Regions from separate parts of the Macaca mulatta genome. Here region 1 is linked to region 2. Evidence: chromatin contacts called from public Hi-C data. All regions are on one chromosome and are shown on one strand. The core of a region is the stretch at or near the end of the contact, and the rest is flanking DNA. Distances in the headings are between cores, read along the strand shown. Region 1 holds the start of RNF212B (ring finger protein 212B). Region 2 holds the start of CDH24 (cadherin 24).

Region 1 (3,311 bases), core at 509-3,008, 130 kb after region 2:
GTTTTCCTCTTTTCGATCCCCGTTCTACTGCACAGCCGGCCCCATCCCTCTGGGTTTCGGGAGAGTGGCTTCTCCACACACTAACGTGCTTCTCTTTAGCGAGGGGTTTTATTCGCCCGCCGAGGCTCCGCCCCTACCTCCTCTGCTCCCCTCCATCCTCAGTCCCGTCTCCTCCCTCCTCTGCAATTGAAGTATTAGCACAGAGCCCCCAAACAGCACTGAGAAAATGGACTAAGTTATTTCCTTTTGCAATCGTCTCTCGCTTTCTCCATCTTTCTCCTTGCAACCAAGTGGAAGTAAACTCCTTCCACGTCAACTGTTCCGGGAGAGCTCATTAGCTAGTATAATGTTACAGGTCATACAGCATCTGTGAGCTTTATAAATAAGGGAACAGTTGTGCAGATACTTTTAATGCCATCAGAAATAAACTAGCCAAATGTGTTAAAATATTTAGGACTAGATCATTTGAGAATACAGGAGAGAACGTTGAAGAGACATCTTCGAGTTTCCTAAAAACAGGCGGAATCGACGGGTGGGGGAGGGAAATGGAAGGAATTAACAATGGGAAAAAGGTTCTTTTAGTGTAATTGTTAGCTACTAAGAGTACAGAATAAACAAAATCGCCAGGAGCGGTGGCTGACGCCTGTAATCCCAGCGCTTTGGGAGGCTGAGGGGGGAAGGATCATGTGAGCCCAGGAGTTTGAGACCCTGTGCAACAGAGCCATACCCCATCTACTAAAAGTTTTAAAATTAGCCGGGTGCAGTGGTGCAGGCCTTGTGGTCTTAGCTACTCAGGAGGCTGAGGCTGGAGGATTGCTTGAGCTCAGGAGGTCAAGGCTGCAGTGAGCTGTGATGAGGCTACTGCACTCCAGCCTGGGAGGTAGAGCAAGACCCTGTCTCAAAAACAAAACAAAACAAAACAAAAAGCCAGAAAAACCACATGCACATACAAAAAGATAAAAAACAAAATCACCAGGTAGCCTTGTTCACAGCTCTTATTTAGGGCTGGCTGAAACATTAAAAAAAAATGACTCAAACTGCGGTTCTGCAACTTCTAATATTTTTGCGCTATAAACTATTTGAAAAGCACACATGGGGAATTATGAGTACATCGCTGATCATGAAACAGACTTATTGATGTTAGAATAACTATCTTATTACCATATTGAAATTATGCCTCTACTTCCCTGAAGAATTTCACTCAGAAACTGCTGCCTTAAGGTGAGAGCAACAATGTCTATTCATAATTGTAAAGTATTTCAAAAAAACAGTATAAAGCAATATAGTGGACAACACTATAAGTCTAAAATAAAGTTAATTTTAGCCTTATTAAATATATTATGCAAAATTATTTAATTTTAAAGTGGGCCTAAAAAATAAAGTTCCCCCAAACTGACCTCTAACTACAGAAATTTGGCCTCACTTTCTGGAAAATGTTCCAAAAGATTTTGGGTTTTAAGGAAAATAAATACTTAATTCCTTAAAATGAGGTTGGTTGAGCTATCGTAGCAAAACCTTTTTCAAATGGGGTAAAGTTCAATCAGCAGTCATCTGCCCCCTTGATAACTCAGCAAGTATTAAGAGGTTTCAAAGGTTGGGAGGAACTTCCTCTCCTCCTTTTGCTAGTTCAAGATACAGCAAATTGAAAGGCTCAGCAAAAAAAAAAAAACCAAAAAAAAACACCAAACAAAAAATCCCAGACAAGGCAGGGAATATATAGCACAAAACTCCATGGGAGGGAATGAGTCATGGGAAATGAAAAAATGTTGAATTTGCCTCTAGCCTTTCCTGACAACCTTAGAAAGCACTGAGGGAAAATCTGGTGGATTCATTTGTAAGCATTCAGCTTTGAAGACTTCTGCTCAGATTTCAACATCATCGTATAAAACAAATAATGCTTCTCAAACGTGAGGTCCTTCAGTAATGTTTGGTAGTTGTAATTTATATGATGCAGACTTAATGTGGGATAAAACATGAATGTGATGAATTTGAGGTCTCTTGCTAAAACCAGTGTAAACTGATAACAATAAGGTAAGCTTTAGCCTTCTCAAATTATGAACTAAGAAGTTTAGGGGGTTATGGGATCAAATACATTCTTGGAATACAGTGGTACTAGGTGCACACGTTGAAAAGGAAGAGTTGCTGAAGATTAGTATTTCTATTTCTTTAGCATTTGGAATTTATAAGTGGCTTATTACCATCTATTACTGGTGCAATGTAATATTTAGGAAAGGGGCTGGGCATGGTGGCTCATGCCTGTAATTCCAGCACTTTGGGAGGCCAAGGCAGGTGCAGTGCTTGAGCTCAGGAGTTCAAGACCAGCCTGGGCAATATGGTGAAACCCCATCTCTACAAAAAATACAAAAATTAGCTGGGTGTGATGGCTCACGCCTGTAGTCCCAGCTACTCAGGAGGCTGAGGTGGGAGGATCGTGTGAGCCCGGGAGGTTGAGGCTGCAATAAGCCAAGATCGAACCACTGCACTCCAGCCTGGGTGGCAAAGTGAGACCCTGTCTTTAGAAAAACCAAACCAGGCCGGGCTCGGTGGCTCAGGCCTGTAATCCCAGCACTTTGGGAGGCCAAGGCGGGCGGATCACGAGGTCAGGAGATCGAGACCATCCTGGCTAACACGGTGAAACCCCGTCTCTACTAAAAATACAAAAAAATTAGCCGGGCGTGGTGGCGGGTGCCTGTAGTCCCAGCTACTTTGGAGGCTGATGCAGGAGAATGGCGTGAACCCGGGAGGCGGGGCTTGCAGTGAGTCGAGAACGCGCCACTGCACTCTAGCCTGGCCTACAGAGTGAGACTCCATCTCAAAAAAAACCAAAACCAAAACAAACAAACAAAGCTAGGAAAGGAATCTCCCCACTTTCCAAGGGATCATTATTTATGTTAAGTACCACTCTTGAGGTTGGAATCTTTTTGTGACATAAACTCTTAAGTGTATCAAAATTCCATGTGACTAACATTGAACACAAGGCAGAAAGAAAAGCCTTGGTGTAATATGTTGACAAAAATCTGTAAAAAATTACAAACTAATGTTTATTTGATTTTGAACACTGTTTTTTGTTTTTTGTTTTTGAAACGGAGTCTCACTCTGTCACCCAGGCTGGAGTGCAGTGGTGCGATCTCGGCTCTCGGCTCACTGCGACCTCTGGCTCCTGGGTTCAAGTGATTCGCCTGCCTCAGCCTCCTGAGTAGCTGGGATTACAGGCGCCTACCACCACTCCTGGCTAATTTTTGTGTTTTTAGGTTTCACTACGTTGGTTAGGTTCATCTTGGACTCCTAAACTCGTAATCCACCCGCCTCGG
Region 2 (3,444 bases), core at 930-3,429:
GGGGTCAGGAAAAGATGGCAGAGGGCTCCAAGTACAGAGACAGGGTTAAAGAGTCTAGGTTTGGGTAGAGCGTTGGGAGTCCTGAGGGACCAAGGTCATTGCAGAAGTGATGAAGTTGCAGGGCAGGGCCTAAGGGCCTCGTGTCAGAGTAGACATGGGAGGGGTCATCCTTACCTTGCCAATGAGGACAGGCTCTGGACCAGCATATTCCTCAATGACAAAGAACTGGTTCCAGACCCAGCTCCTTCGAGTCCGCAGCAGAGCAGGCCCTGGGTGTCCCCGGGACCCTGCCCAGGCCCGGGCTGGGGCTGCCAGACGCCCCATGCATCCCCAGCCACCCAGCCAGGCCAGCAGGAGCCTCACCAGGCCCCACATGTTTGGACTCCAGCCAGGGCTCTGTTCACTGGCCCTGGGTGCCGAGGCCGGGCCAGGCCACGTGGCCCATGAGCAGCTGGGGCGGAGGGGAAGATGCGTTGAGGCTACCCCATGGATCCACACCTGCAGGACAAGCAGCTGCTCAGGCTCAAGGAAACCCCTAGCCCTCCTCCCCCCAGAATTAGATGCTGAAGACCAGACCTCCAAGGAACGAGACACTCCACTGCCCAGAACTCAGACTAACACACAGAGCAGAGAGGCTGATCTTTCCTCTACCCAGGCTCTGCATGTATTCACCTCCAGCTCTCCAAGCTGATAAATCTCTGGTCAGTCAACTCCGAGTAGAGAACTGGGGAGGAACACAGCAGAGGGGATGCTGGGAGGGCTTGGAATCCCAAATCTGGTCTCTGTCCTCCCAGGTTGGGCATGTAGCCAGGTATTGGAGGAGGCGGGGCTACCAGAGAAAGGGCTTAAAATTACAGAGTTGGGATTCATGGAGGTGTGGCCTTAAGGTGTCTAGGGTCAGGATGAGATGACAAGGAGAGCAGCCTCAGGTGGGGTTGAGAGTGGGAGAAAGTCCCTCCCACAAGGGGGAGCCCCACTTCTCTAGGCCCTGTCTCCAGCCCACACTGCCAGTGCAGTCCTTGAAGGGGGACTGGGCTCATGAGACAGGAGTTGGGAGCCAGAGCTGAAGGAAGAGGATACAGGGTGGGGGACAGGGGGAGGTGACCGGGGAGGGAGGCCGACCCAGAGGCTAGAGATACAGCATGACTGACAGCTAGACTGACTCAGGGACTGTCCAGCAGAGACAGAAATGACTGGATGAGAGACAGAAACAGAACAGTGGCAAGAGACAGAATGAGAGAGACCAGGGCAGCAGCCTGGGTGTCTGAAGGTAGAGAGGAGTCCTAGGGGCCAGGCTTGGAAACAGGTCACCCGGGGCAGTTCCGGGCAGGCAGTGGCAGCTCTCAGCTTCGGGGGTGTCAAGTCAGGCCTCAGGAACTTAATTCTGGGAGAAGGAGCAGACAGGAGGGGTGGAGGCAGGGAGGGGCCGCGGGAAGGGAGCTAGAGAGGAGACCCTTCCCACTGCTGTCCTTTCTCCCAGGGGTGGGTGGGGGGACCCCTCAGGTAGCTGTGGCTTCTGCCCCTCCTCCCTCAGAGCAGACATACACCTGACAGTCCCTTTGCTCCCGAGGGAAGGGGGAAGCCGGAGGAAAGCTGGGGACCAGAGAGAAGGCGGGATGAGGAGGCGAGAAGGAAGGAGATAGAGGAGTGGGAAACAGGATAGCAGGAAGGGGAGAGGAGAGGGAGGGAAAGGAGAGCAAGAAAGAGAAAAGAGAAAGACAGCAAAGGGGAGAAAGGTAGAGAAAGAAAAAGGCAAAGAGGGAGAGGAGATGGAAAAAGGACAAGAGGGTGAGGGAAGGGTTGGGAGATAGAGGGAAGGGATAAGGAAGGCAAACAGGCAGAGAAGGAAGGGTGAAGAGAAATCGAGAGAAGAAAGAGGGAGAGAGGTGCGAGGGGAGAAGGGAAAGAGGCAGAGCGCGGGAGAAGGGAGTAGGCAGCGGGTTCCCAGCCACGGAGCGCACCCCTCCGAAGACCCCCTGGCTGCGGGCCCCCTGCTGCCCCTCCGCGGATTCCCGACCCCTGCTCCGGGGCAGGCGCCCTTACCTGGCACTGCCGAGGGGCCCAGGCCGGCGGGAAGCACCCCCGCCCGCCCCCGTCGCCCGGTCCCGGGGGCGCAGCCCCGAGCCGATTGGAGCGGGCGCCGCGGCTCCGCTGCAGGTCTGAGCGGCCCCGGCGAGAACAAGGGAGCGAGACGGAGGGGGCGGGGGAAGGAGGCTCCGCCTGCGGAGAAACGAGGCGGCTCCGCGCCGCGCGGGAGAGAAGAGCCCAGCCTCCGACCCTCCCCGGCCAGCCGGGCCCGCGCGGCGGGGGCGGAGGCGGCGCCGCGCGTCCGCCCCCTCGGCGCTCCTGGGCTGCGGGGCGCATACAGATGTGGCGCCCCTCCCGGACTGGGCCCGCAGCGCCCGGCAGAGCACTCGGGCGGGAGGACGTCCAGGCCACGGCGCCCGGCCATTTCCGAAGAGCTGGCGGGGCGGGTGCACCCGGGAACGCGAAGCTGCCAGCCTGCCGCCCGCAGCGGACAACGGGTGAGCGCACTGTGAGGTGGGGAATTCCGAGCCCACTGCGGAGAGACCCGGCTCCGGGCTCCGGGCTCCCGGTTCCTGTCTGGCTTTTGGGACTGATGGGGATTCCATCTGCAAGGCGGTGGCGTTTTGAGAGCCCGTGGAGAGCACGGTAGCAGGTCAGCTGGGGGACACTTAAGGACGGCAAGGGTCCAGAGAGTCCGAGGCCCGGGCCCAGGGAGCGGTTCGGGGACAGAAGCACGACATCGGCGGGAGGGCGGAGGCGGGCAGTAGAGCCCTTTTTGGGAAGCTCGGTTACCGGGGCCAACAGAGCGAGGAGCTGCTGCCCCCTGGCGGCAGTTGTGGGAAACACCAAGGTGGCAGGCAGGTGATCAAATCCCTGATTTAACCGTGCACAGGACCATGAACCAGAGGAGAACCCACCCTCCTAGCCCTGCTGGGGTGCCGCCACGGACACAGGTTGCCCCATTTCCCAGTGGGGCCTTCCCAAATGAGGAAGGTCCACAGCTTTGGGCTGGTCAGGGCCAAGGCAGGGGATGGAAGACAGTGGGAAGTTCCTGTTTCAGTAAGCAGGAGGCAGTCAGCCTAAAGGAACACATGGTATGGGAGCAACTCCTACTCCAGGCTACAGATATCCACAGTGTGGCTTAACCTGCCCAACGAAAGCCACTCACACAGTTTAAAACTAAGTCAGATTTTTATTTTTTTTCCATAGACCACATCATTTAATAATAAAAAAAATAAAAATAAAAATTGAACAAAAGGAAAAGGTGGATATAAAGTGGAACCTGTGGGAAAGAGACAAGGGCTGCAGGACAGAAGAGACTGGGAACTGCAGGGGCCCTGGGACTCAGGAGGAGATGCTGATTCAGCTCATAGGTGACCCAGTCCTGGCCCCGGCTGTTCCCAAGAGAAGGCTGTA

The links. A called contact is a pair of places that touch in the nucleus more often than the background predicts.
Region 1: a Hi-C map of fetal cortex germinal zone shows a contact between it and region 2, with 2.2 times the contacts expected there. The contact joins the promoter of RNF212B here to the promoter of CDH24 in region 2. A contact is called at or near these places in 4 of 14 Hi-C or Micro-C datasets (CD4 T cells, blood, fetal cortex germinal zone and 1 more).

What each region holds. Positions count from the first base shown.
Region 1 is chr7:96,280,504-96,283,814 of T2T-MMU8v2.0, forward strand. It overlaps RNF212B (ring finger protein 212B), which reads left to right and starts at 1,759. Exons shown (of 16, transcript XM_077940715.1): 1 at 1,759-1,907. It also overlaps a transcript of SLC7A8 not described here.
Region 2 is chr7:96,149,113-96,152,556 of T2T-MMU8v2.0, forward strand. CDH24 (cadherin 24) reads right to left here and starts at 2,180. Exons shown (of 14, transcript XR_013396104.1): 1 at 2,044-2,180; 2 at 673-724; 3 at 175-498. It overlaps ACIN1 (apoptotic chromatin condensation inducer 1), which reads right to left. Exons shown (of 17, transcript XM_077940685.1): 17 at 3,201-3,444. It also overlaps LOC114679672.